Linked DNA regions of Mus musculus: region 1 is linked to region 2. The links are chromatin contacts, called in public promoter capture Hi-C maps. All regions are on one chromosome and are shown on one strand. The core of a region is the stretch at or near the end of the contact, and the rest is flanking DNA. Distances in the headings are between cores, read along the strand shown. Region 1 overlaps Cdhr3 (cadherin-related family member 3). Region 2 overlaps 4933406C10Rik (RIKEN cDNA 4933406C10 gene).

Region 1 (5,688 bases), core at 145-2,644, 140 kb after region 2:
GTAGCTGACTTCAATTTGATCCACTGGATTCTCTATTGGAGAATCTGTTGCTAAGAAACACACATCGGAGAGTGAGTGAGCTACAGTTGGAGCTGCAGGCAAAAGCCCAGAACTTGAGCTGCTGAGGTCCTCTGCCCTGATTATCTGACTCTTTCTTATGAGATGTGCCTCTTCCTCCCCTCTCCCCTCCCCTCTCCCCTCTCCCCTCTCCCCTCTCCCCTCTCCCCTCTCCCCTCTCCCCTCTCCCCTCTCCCCTCTCCCCTCTCCCCTCTCCCCTCTCCCTTCTCCTCCTCTCCTATCTTCTCTTCCTTTCTACTGTCTTGTGCTTAGCTAGATTTGCTGTCACTTTTATTACTTGGAACCAGAGTCTTAGTTTAAATACTCAGAAAAAAGGTGTGGGAAGTTCGGAGGTAGAGTGTTTGCCTAGCATAGATGAGGTCCTGGGTTGAATCCCCAGCACTGTGGTGTGTGTGTGTGTGTGTGTGTGTGTGTGTGTGTGTGTGTGTGTCACTGGGCAGTGGTGGTTCATGCCTTTAATCCTAGTACTCAGGTAGCTCTCTGAGTTTGAGGCCAGCCTGGTTTACAGAGCAGGTTTCAGGTCAGCCAGTGCTATAAAGAAAAACTCTGTCTCAAGAAACCAAAACCAAACAAACAAACAAACAAAAAGAAACTCACCACAAAATATAATTTTCTTTATATCCTTAAGTCTTCATTTTTACACAGATGGTGACATGTGCATTCTATTTACAGGGGTTGCACCTTAATCATAATGGCAGTTAAGAAGAATATTTTCATATTTCCCATAAAGGTGAAAGGTAACCCAGCTGCTCACACACAGACCTCCTCAGACCACCATTTTGGTGGGTGTCTGCTGCCTTTAACACGCCCTTTCCCTGACAAGTAAGGGTGAACCTAGATAGAAAGGCCTGAGGGAAGAGAAAGCATTGTAAAACCCACTCAACATTCACATTCGAGGATGCAGGAGAGGCTACTGTGCATGACTCACGCTGGTCTACCATGAAATAGCTGCTGGTGGTAGTGATGCTGTAGAGGAGGCGGCCAGGAAAACCCTCATCATCAGGATCCATTGCTGTGATGTTCGCCACCATGGTTCCTAGAGGCACTTCTTCTGGGACAGAGTACACTCTCCTGGGGCTGAAACAGAAACACTGCAGCCGTGGCTAATTTGCAGGGCAGGGGAGGGTGCAGACTGGGTGGTAGGTATTTTGGTGTGCGCTAAATATAGCACCGCACGGCTTGTGCTGCATCAACATGCAGAGAGAACACAGCAGCTGAGAGGAGGGGTGACTGCTGTCTGTATTTCACATCCTTGCGGATGCAAAGAAGAATGCCAGGCCATTACAGCAGCAATTTAGGTGGTCACAGCCGCTGCCTGCCTGCCTGCCTGATGCCTGTCCTATCCTTAACATCCTCTCACATAAAGACACTTCCTCTACCCAGTCAGCTTCTCTCCTCCCAGTTTCTGTTCAAAAGGTGTCTGGATTCTTTTTAAAAACCCATCTGGACAAGATGTTCAGAGCCTCAGGCTTCTTAATTTGTGCTTGAGTCCCTTCCTGTGGATGATGCCAGAAGCCCAGTTTTGTGTCTTCTCTAGAATCTCTGGTCTTTGTTTCATCCCCTCCCCCCTCCCCTCCCCCTCCCCCCTCCTCCTCCCCCTTCGTTGTTGTCAACTTCTTCGTCTTCTTTCTTCTTCTTCTTCTTCTTCTTCTTCTTCTTCTTCTTCTTCTTCTTCTTCTTCTTCCTCTTCCTCTTCCTCTTCCTCTTCCTCTTCCTCTTCCTCTTCCTCTTCCTCTTCCTCTTCCTCTTCCTCTTCCTCTCCTCCTCCTCCTCCTCCTCCTCCTCCTCCTTCGCCTGAGGATACAACTCTTCCACATGGAACCTGGGCATCTTTCCAGATGGCATTCCCCATGAGGCCAGCTCTCTAAGCCTCTGGCAGTTAGAAGTCATCACACTGTTCTCCAAGGGGCACTGTGCATATTATAACTCCACGTGCCTGCTTACTGACCTTTCTCAGGCTCCAAGCTTTTGTAAAAGGTCAGAAGTGAGATTATTTCAGGGGTGCAGAGTCACCTTTAATTTTCCTGTCTTAAGGTGCCACTTTCCCATGCCCTCCTTGAAGGAAGGCAATCTTCATCTCTGCTCTAAATGGCTGCCTTCATGTAGGGGGGGCCTCGGATCATTTAGCTGCCCCTGACTCACCACAGCTGTCCCATAGGGAGGGCCAGAGAAAACAGACACAAGAGAGAGCCTCAGGCTGGATTAAGAGAGAAGCAGAGACAATCTGTAGCCAGGACCTCACACTAGCCTACCCCATGGGCTCTGCCCTGAATCCTGGGCCCAATATTATGCGTGAGGAGGGTTCTTCCACCATGTATTTCATTGTTAGGGAGGAGCATGCTCACTTTGTCCAAAAGGTGGCTCCAATGCTTGGGCCTCCTTGCCCAGTGTCCCCCAGAGTCTGTGACTTTGGTGGGGTGAACCAGCAAAGCCAGGGGTAGCAGGGGCCAGAGACAGAGTCAGAGGAAAGAGACAGCCTGTCTTCTATAACCAACAGAATCTTGTTTCTAATGCAGGATGGTTTTGTCTTCCATCCACTAGATTGGGTCTAGGAACTTCCTAGCCAGGGTCATAAGGATGCTTGGTGGTCTGAATGATACAATGTTCCACGGGAGTGTCTGGCATTTGAATATTTGCTCCCCAGTTGGTGATTTTCAAGGGGAGGGCTTAGAGGGTGTGGTCTCACTGGAGGAAGTCTGTCCCTAGAGGCAGGCTTTGAGGTTTCCAAAGACTCCTTTCCAATTTGATCTCTGGTTCCTGTTTGAGGTTAGAGCTGTGAGCCCTCTGCCATTATTCTGGCTGCCATGTCTGCCTGCTGTCATGTTTTCCTGCTGTGTGATGATGGACTCTTATCCTCTAGAACCATAAGCTCCAATTAAACCTTTCTTTGTGTAAGTTGCTTTGGCTGTGGTGTTTTATCACAGCGAGAAAAAAAGGATAATACAGATGTTTCGCGGCCTGCACAGACTGGTCCTGGCTTTCAACATTACTCCCTGGATCAGCAATACCAGTGTCACCAGTGAGCTCCGTGGGAATGGAGATTACTGAGCACTTAATGGAGCCCTGAATGTCCACTGAAAAAGCCAGGGATACGCATATAGTCTCCAGTGTCAGTGGTGACCATTAGGCTTCTAGGACAGTAAGAAGACAACATAGGGGGAATATTTGCCCCATCCTTCTGGGCAGTGGTTCCAAGCTGAGAGATGATTACAGCTAGACACATTTTTTTTGGTTGTCACAACTTGGGGAGGGAGCCGTTCTTCCCACCTTGAGGGAGATGCTGCCAAACACACTCCGTCACACAGGACAGCCCAGTCACAGAAAAGCATCTGGTTCCAGTCAGATGAGCTGCTTAAATCCTGCTCTGAAGCCTCTATAGTGTATGCTGGGTGTGCCCCATGAAAGGAACAAGGCTAGCTTTTGGGGACAGTGCCTCAGACTCTCATGCCAAACAGTCTTTCCTTGGCTGCCCTGGTAGCCAATGTGGCAGGAGATAAAAAGTTTTAATATTTGATTTGGGTATCTAAGATTCATTCATGTCTGTAAAAATATATATCTGTACCTATACATATACCTGTACCTATACACATACCTATACCTATATCTATCTAAAAAATGGCCTAATTTCACATCTACCAAAATAGAGAGAACAAATATGATTATCATTCATATTCCACACTCAGCTCCTCACTATACCTGGCTGCCAGAACTCAGGGCCACAGTAGGTGGGGTCTGTGACCACATTCTCTGTGTGAAGGGGCAACTTCCTCTCTGTGATGAGTATGCAGGAAGGCACTGCCAGGCACTCTTACAAGAGGACTTCCAGTGAGTACAAAGAAAACAGGGAGAGCTGGGAAGAGCTACTTGCTGACATCTGAAATAAAGTGATCTTCAGTCAGCACCACACACGGGGAAAGAGTAAATATGTCCGTGTTTTCAGCCTCCCAACAGAAACATCACACCCACAAAGCAGACAGCCAGACATCTCCACTCAGGGATGAAATGGGGAGACAGTCTCAACAGCAGAAACAGCACTCGCTGCCTGGCCTTAACATAAGGTGAGGAGCTGTTTCCACATCTGCCTTGGCTACATCACACTCAGACGTGGTCACACCTGGGTCAGCTTGAAGATTTCATCTCATAACCCACAATGAAACTTTCATGCTTCGTACTGGCAGAAGTTTTGAGAGACAAGGAAATAGGAAAATGCAAGGGATTGGGCAAGCTTTCAATTCAGCATCCAGTGTAACTCAACTGCATCCTTTCAACTCACGGCTGTTGAGGGATGGGGATGCTGGCAAGCGAACACCCTGAGCAAAATGAGGTGGTGCCCTGCCCTTGCTAGAATGCAGGCTCCTGCAGACACACCTCGATACCATCCAGGAACACTGAAGCAAAGCTGTCTCAGAGCCTAAGAGGTCCATCTTTAAAATCACAAGAGAGAACCAAGGAGTTTGAAGCTGCCCTCCGGGTGGCTGTTTCCCTTCTCAGCCAGACTGCTAACAGCTGCATTTTAGAAGGCACAGTACAAAGCAGACTGGTGCCCAGGGGAGGGCTTGCTTTCTCTTCCCCATCCTATCAGTTTGCCTTTTTATCTGTGCTGTGGAGACTATTTCAGGCTCTTTGATTGCCAACCCCACAGCTATCTCCTTTCTAGACTTTTTGGGTGAATCCGCAGAGCTGTGTGGGATAATGACTCAGCCTGAGTCTGAATGGGTATATCACAACCGTTTCTCAACCTCCTGGTTTGAGAAACCTACTGCTGTGTTTCTAGGCTATCCCATCTGAAGAAATGCCCAGGCTTTTTGGAACTCAGTACTGGGGACTGATGGAAACATCCCTGAGGGGGAAGAGTACTTGTTTCTGTAGTTGCCATACCAGAGATAGTCTGGGGCTAGTGTAAATGACCAGAAACTTTTCAACTGTGGCATGTTTGCAAAGTGCCATGAGGTTGGCTTGAGGGATACAACAGCCTTAATGGCTTCCAGTCTTAAAGCATCTTTCTTTCACATGTGCTTTCGTGTCCTTATGTGTGCAGGTGCACATGCATATGGCAGCGGAGAGCAGCCTTGGGTGCCACTCCTCAGGGCTGTCCACCCGTCCCCCACTTTCGAAGGCAGTGCTTTTCACCAAGTACACTTGGCTGCCTGGCCAGTGAGCCCCACGTTTGCCTGTCCCTGTCTCCCCAGCAGTGGGGTTTATAAGGATGCAAGCACAGCCAGTCTTCTACCGACTGAGCCTTCTCTCCAGCACTCTTAAAATGGTTTTGTAAGAACGCTACCTCCTTTTCGAGACAGGGTTTCTCTGTATAGACCTGGCTGTCCTGGAACTCACTTTGTAGACTAGGCTGGCCTCGAACTCAGAAATCTGCCTGCCTCTGCCTCCCAAGTGCTGGGGTTAAAGGCGTGTGCCACCACGCCCGGCTTATTTTTAAAGATGTATTTTATTTATGTATCTCTCTTCTCTTCTACTCTCTCTCTCTCTCTCTCTCTCTCTCTCTCTCTCTCTCTCTCTCTCTCTGTGTGTGTGTGTGTGTGTGTGTGTGTGTGTGTGTGTGTGTGTGTGTGTGTATGTGTTTGTGTAGGCTAAAACAGAGTATTGGCTCCCCTG
Region 2 (5,799 bases), core at 1,553-4,052:
AGTCGTCTCTCAACCCTCCAAATCTCACTTCTCTCTCACCTTTGGGCCTGCATCCTTGTGATCTGCATAATGGACGACTTCTTTCATTTACTTTCTAGCTCCCCGACTTTCCTTTAGCATCTTCTAGAATGGGTTGCTCCGTCGTCGGAACGGTTATTTTCAGTTATGACTTTTGTGCTACTGGGGATTCTAAATCTTTATAAAATTTGCTTGGTGGTTCCCTGGAGTCTCTTTTCCATTCACACTTTAGAATTTTTGTAATTGTCTGAGCACATTAATATGGCAGTTTTAAGATTTGCATTTGATGATCTAAAGTCTTTAAGTCTACTCCTGCTTTTTTCTTATTTCTCTTCCTGATATTTTTGTTATGTGCTTGTTATTAAAACAGGAACACTAGCTAGCCTAACCTGGCCTGGAACTCACTATGTAAACCAGGCTGCCTGGAAGTGAATGCAATCTTCCTCTTCCTCTTCCTCCCTACACTTTTGTTTTTTTGTTTTGTTTTGTTGTTGTTGTTGTTGATGTTTTGTTTTTCAAGATAGGGTTTCTCTGTGTAGCTTGGCCTGTCCTGGAACTCAGGCTGGACTCACACAGGTCCTCCTGCCTCTGTCGGCCAACTTCTGGGATTAAAGGCAGGCATCACCACCTCGGATGCCTCCACCCCCTGACAGTGTGTCCCATCATGCCTGGCATCCTATTTCCTGTTTTTCCAGGTGGCCTCCAGTTGCAAGCCTCCCTTCCTCTTCCTCTTGATTCCCACCTTGCTCCGTTCACTTGCTTAGCAGGGAGGAGGTCCCTAGAGGAAATCTCTTAAGCTGCTGTTGAGTCTCCTCCTCCTGGAAAATTTCAGGTGTGCTGCTGTTCCCTTGGGACCCGATCAGTGCAGAGCAAGTCTAAATTTAACAATGTTTTAGGGTTGCTGTTGTTTTAATTACACAAGGTCTCTAAATTTAGACCTGGACTCTTTAAGAAAGTCAGTTTCTCATTCTAAATGGATAGGAATAGTGTTCTTCTATCTAGTGTCGAGGTAGAAATTGGGAGTCTCCTTTCTGTCCTTTAGTATGCCAGGTTTATCTGTGCCCAGCCCTACCCTCAGATGGTAGCCCGCTGCATTCTCGCCCACATCCAGAAGGCCCTCCGCATGCATAGCTCCCCTCTGGCATGCGCCAGACGGCCCTCATTCTACAACACCATCTTCCCTTCTCACAGCGATGACCTCAAAGTGCACCTCAGAGTTCACTGAAGTTCACTGGGCACTACCTCATGAGAGGTCTCTCTCTTCTCATCTCTTGACCCCTGTAAATATCCTTAGGGAGGCTTACTGATATCTTTTTTTAAAGCTTGTAGTTTGCTCGACATTTTAAGTTTTGTTCTTACAACTGCGAGAACAGTCCTACCGGCCATTGTATCTGACAGTCCAAATTAATTTCCCAAAACACATGGTCAAAGGAAAGAACAATCCCTGCAGGCTGTCCCCTGATTTCTACATGTCTGCTGTGACACATATGTGCCTAAGCGCTCTCTCTCTCTCTCTCTCTCTCTCCCTCCCTCTCTCTGTCTCTCCCTCCCTCCCTCCCCCTCCTCCACCTCTCTCCCTCCTTCCCTCCTTCTCCCTCTCCCCACCCCCACCCCGCCTCTTTAGTGGACAGACATCATGAGAGGACAGAAGCAGTACCACCTAGTGTCTGCCAAAGGACGTGACCCTGGGTGTGAAGCAACCCGTGGGTCCAACTGCCAATTAGCAGTGGCACAAAGGTCAGAGGACCACAGGGAAGCCAAGCACTCAAAGTAACAAGATCCAGACTACAGGTCAAGGGACTCAGCTGACAAATGAGGCAAGAGTCAGAAATCAGTATTAGAAATTACTTGATAGGATATCAAACAATTTCCAAGAGAAGGGACAATGTTAACCTGCAGTGTTGAGGGCCACACATTGAGATGGCTACCTAGAAGGGAATGCAGGGAGGCAATGATTTTATTCAAAAAGAGTGGTTCCTGAGGCGGGAAGAGGGCAGCTATGATCCAACATCCTTACCATCATCCATTAAGCTCTGCTTCTGTGTGGTTTTGTATCTTTGGTTTTCTTTCACAGCCAAGAGGGATCTTAAATGTGGGGTGCAAAGAGGCTTCTTCTCAAAATGCAGGCTTGCTGCCCACTCTTTTTTATCCTGTCCCACAGAAAGGTGTCAGTAGCGGCTTTAAAATTAGACTCTTAAGAAATCTGATAACATCTATGCCAACATACAGGCGTGGATAGAAGTAGGTATGTGTGAAGCTGTGGATACACACCATTCTCGCCTGTGCCCATCCTGTCCCTGCCGTCCCCTGGATAAAATATTTACACTTCATCTTGGCATAAGTGACCTTCCCTGCTGTCTATGTCTGAGCTCTTCTTCCCCGAGCTCCATCCATCCCAAGGTATTTTGAGTTGTTTCATTTTACAGTCATGTCCCTCTTTGTGGGTCACTGAAAACTGAGCATGTCTAACTGGATGCACCTTAAGTATGGTCACAATGCATTGCACAAAATCTTCATCAAGAAGGTCTTGTTTTGCAGTATAAAGGCACCCGCTGTCTTTTCTTTCTCAGCTGAGAAGTTAAAAGGCCACAGTCACGATTGGCTGCTTTTAACAACATTGTTGCTCACCCTGTTAATAAAAAAAAAAAATATTTTACTTAGTATTCGGTTATGTCCTGAAATCTATAACTAGTTTGGCAGCTTCAGTCTATTACAAACAGAAACTTAGTTGCCTTGAAGAACTGGCCCAAGAATTGAGGATTAGCACCGGTCATGCTGGCAGCAATGTTCCAGCAGAGGGCAGTAGAGGGCCTAGGGGTAGGGCAGCAACCTTCCTCTGGGCGTTTGCTCTGGAGACTTAAGAATTAAGTCTGGAGCTAGAAAAGTAGGAAGTCTCCAATTTCAAAACGTTGAATTCCCAGAATTAGAAAATGAACAACTTACCATGAGCCTGTGGATCTCAGAATGAGCATGGTCCAAACAGGGCCAGCCTGTGTTCCAAGTTCACTCATGTGAAGGGAGGTAGTGGTGGTAGTAGGGGTGTCAGAAGGTTGTTTCATTCTTGTGTGATTGAAGCAATGTTTCACCTGGCTCAGAAATTCTTCCTGGAGAGCGACCTTTCTCCCAAAGACTAACTTCCCAGAATTCATCTCCGGGGCGGGCGTCTTCCATTTTGTTCTGTAAGAAGGCACTAGTTGTTTGTTCCCACTTGGGAGTGTTTGCCTCACCTTGGTCCCACCGGCAGGTCCTTTGCAGGGAAGGTACGACTCACTTGCTTTTTAAAGAAGCCAGGCTTAGGGTCAGACCCTTGAAACACAGAACCGAGCAGAACAGATGCCAGACTTCAGAGAACCTGTTCAAACCAGAAACCTTGTCACACTGGTGCTCTAAGCACGTAGAAAGTCTTACAAGAGACCTACATCTGGCCTTTGGGGGTCTCTGAGTGTCCCTGCTTCATGATCTTCCCACCACCACTGGAGGTGCTAAAAATTCCGCTTGAAGCCAGTCTGTGACCTTAGTGACTGTCCAAAGAATGCCAGCAGGCCAACCATGTGGACTGAGGAGGAAATGCAGAGCAGGCCAAACAAGAGCTGCTTATATACCTCTGTTGGAGATTCCCAAGGATCCTCTGTCCAGAGCAACCGTGCACATGGTGATAAGTGCCTGCCTGGAGGCAGATCACCCTACCTAGGCCTTAGGGTGACCACAAAAACCTACCCTGGCCTTTTGACTACAGCAAAGCAGCCAATCTCCCAAGTAAACTGCTCCCCTGGGACTCTCTGGTACATTCCGTCCCTCGAGTTCCCAAAAGTCCATCTTGATTTGGAGAGCTCCGCAGCACTTACAAATTAGGAAAGTTTGTGTAAAAAGCAGAACACCTAGCTCATGTGATAGCTCCTGTCACCTGCCCAATGTCCAGTCTTCTTCCAGTTTAGTAGGGAGGAAGGAATGAAGGGGGAAGGGAAAGAAGAGGGAGGGAAGGCAGGGGAAGGCATAAGGAAAGGAAAGAGAAGAGGAAGAGGCGGGAAAGGGAAGTAAAAAAGGAGCAGCTGCTGAAGGCCTGACACCTGTGGGTGAGGGTGCAGACGCACTGTGAGTGTGGGTGTGTGTGCACTGTGTGCGTGCACTGTGAGTGAGGGTGCAGATGCACTGTGAGTGTGGGTGTGTGTGCACTGTGTGGATGCATGTACACTGTGAGTGTGGATGTGTGTGCACTGTGACTAAGGGTGCATACACATTGTGAGTATGGGTACGTGTGCACTGTGAGTGTGGGTGCAGTGAGTGTGGGTACACTATGAGTGTGGGTGCGTGTGCACTGTGAGTGTGGGTGCATGTGCACTGTGTGTGTGCACTGTGTGGATGCATGTGCACTATGTGAGTGCGTATGCACTATGAGTGTGGGTGCATGTGCACTGTGAGTGTGGGTGTGGGTACACTGTGAGTGTGGGTGTGTGTGCACTGTGAGTGAGGGTGCATATGCACTGTGAATGTGGGTGTGTGTGCACTGTGACTGAGGGTGCATACACATTGTGAGTATGGGTGCGTGTGCACTGTGAGTGTGGGTGCAGTGAGTGTGGGTACACTGTGAGTGTGGGTGCATGTGCACTGTGAGTGTGGATACGTGTGCAATGTGAGTGTGGGTGCATGTGCACTGTGAGCGTGAGTGTGTGCGTACTATGAGTGTGGGTGCCTTGAACCCCAGCTGGTGGCTCTATTTTAGAAATGGTAGAAGTGGATCCAAGTCAATTAAAGGAAACAGGTCACTGATAGCATGCCCTTGGCTTCCATATTGCCCTGGCCCCTAACTGTATTCCCCTCCTCAGCATTCTGACTGCTATGGGTCAACAGTGAGCCTACTGCTCGTGCTCCCAACACCATGGAGGCTCCTCCATGCTCCTCCATGCTCCTCCATGCTCCTCCATGAATCCAGAGACATCACAGCCAAAGACCATGGGCTGAAGTTTCTAAAACTGTGAGCCAACACAAGCAATTCTTTCTTTTAAGTTTTATATCCCATTCATTCTGTCACAGTAGTGAATACCGCTGGGACAAAGGGGCCAGATAAGAGGTGTTTAGGTTTGATGGACTGGAGGGTCTCTGGTAGTTGCTCTACTCTGCCAGTGTACTGGGGAAGCAGACACAATGTACTATCAAGTGAGTGTGGCTGGCTCCCAATAAAATCTATTTACCAAAGCAGACAGCCCCCCATGGAGGCCACAGTTTGCCAACATTCAGAGTGGCAGATGTTGTGATCGAGTGAGGATGCATCCAGGGGAAGTGTGCTAATCAATGCATCTGGTCTACATATATATTGTAAGCCGAGCAGCAGGCTCAGGATCAGCCACCCGTGGCTACTCCAGGGTGCACACATAGAAGTCACTGCGGTATGGGGAGGGACAGAATTTCATGTATGTCTCATCTATTTTCATTTTAGATTCTTGACCTTGTCTATAAATTTGTGATCTTGGGAATTTGAAATGAATTATCTCTAACAGGCTGTGGTGGTTTGAACATGCTTGGCCCATGGGAAGTGGCACTATGAGGAGTGGCCTTGTTGGAATAGCTGTGGCTTTGTTGGAGGAAGTGTGTCACTGTGTAGGCAGGCTTTGAGTCTCCTAGTGCTCAAGCTCCACCCAGTGTGGAACAGAGCTTCCTGCTAGCTACCTGCAGAGGACAGTCTCTTCCTGGCTGCCTTTGGATCAAGATGCAGAGCTCTCGGCTCCTCCAGCACCAAGTCACCGTGCATGGTGCCACGCTTCCCACCACGATGATAATGGACTG

Evidence for each region. Capture Hi-C pulls out chosen DNA fragments and counts their contacts.
Region 1: a contact with region 2 is called in a promoter capture Hi-C map of adipose tissue. The contact joins two enhancer-like sites. A contact is called at or near these places in 1 of 39 promoter capture datasets (stem cell-derived epiblast-like cells), 1 of 115 datasets of contacts at active chromatin or transcription factors (microglia) and 2 of 9 other capture datasets (adipose tissue and liver).

What each region holds. Positions count from the first base shown.
Region 1 is chr12:33,060,642-33,066,329 of GRCm38.p6, forward strand. Cdhr3 (cadherin-related family member 3) reads right to left here. Exons shown (of 20, transcript NM_001024478.1): 7 at 1,007-1,155. Among named protein-coding and RNA genes, the nearest start is that of Cdhr3, 29 kb to the right of the region's middle. Within about 2 kb of position 1,395, at least 54 of the 459 cell types and tissues checked have an H3K27ac peak or open chromatin away from gene starts, as enhancers often do. A contact at or near this core is called in adipose tissue, where this site is marked.
Region 2 is chr12:32,917,534-32,923,332 of GRCm38.p6, forward strand. It overlaps 4933406C10Rik (RIKEN cDNA 4933406C10 gene), which reads right to left. Exons shown (of 6, transcript NR_044986.1): 4 at 3,290-3,370; 5 at 2,962-3,195; 6 at 1,851-2,647. Among named protein-coding and RNA genes, the nearest start is that of Gm33484, 11 kb to the left of the region's middle. Within about 2 kb of position 2,803, at least 26 of the 459 cell types and tissues checked have an H3K27ac peak or open chromatin away from gene starts, as enhancers often do. A contact at or near this core is called in adipose tissue, where this site is marked.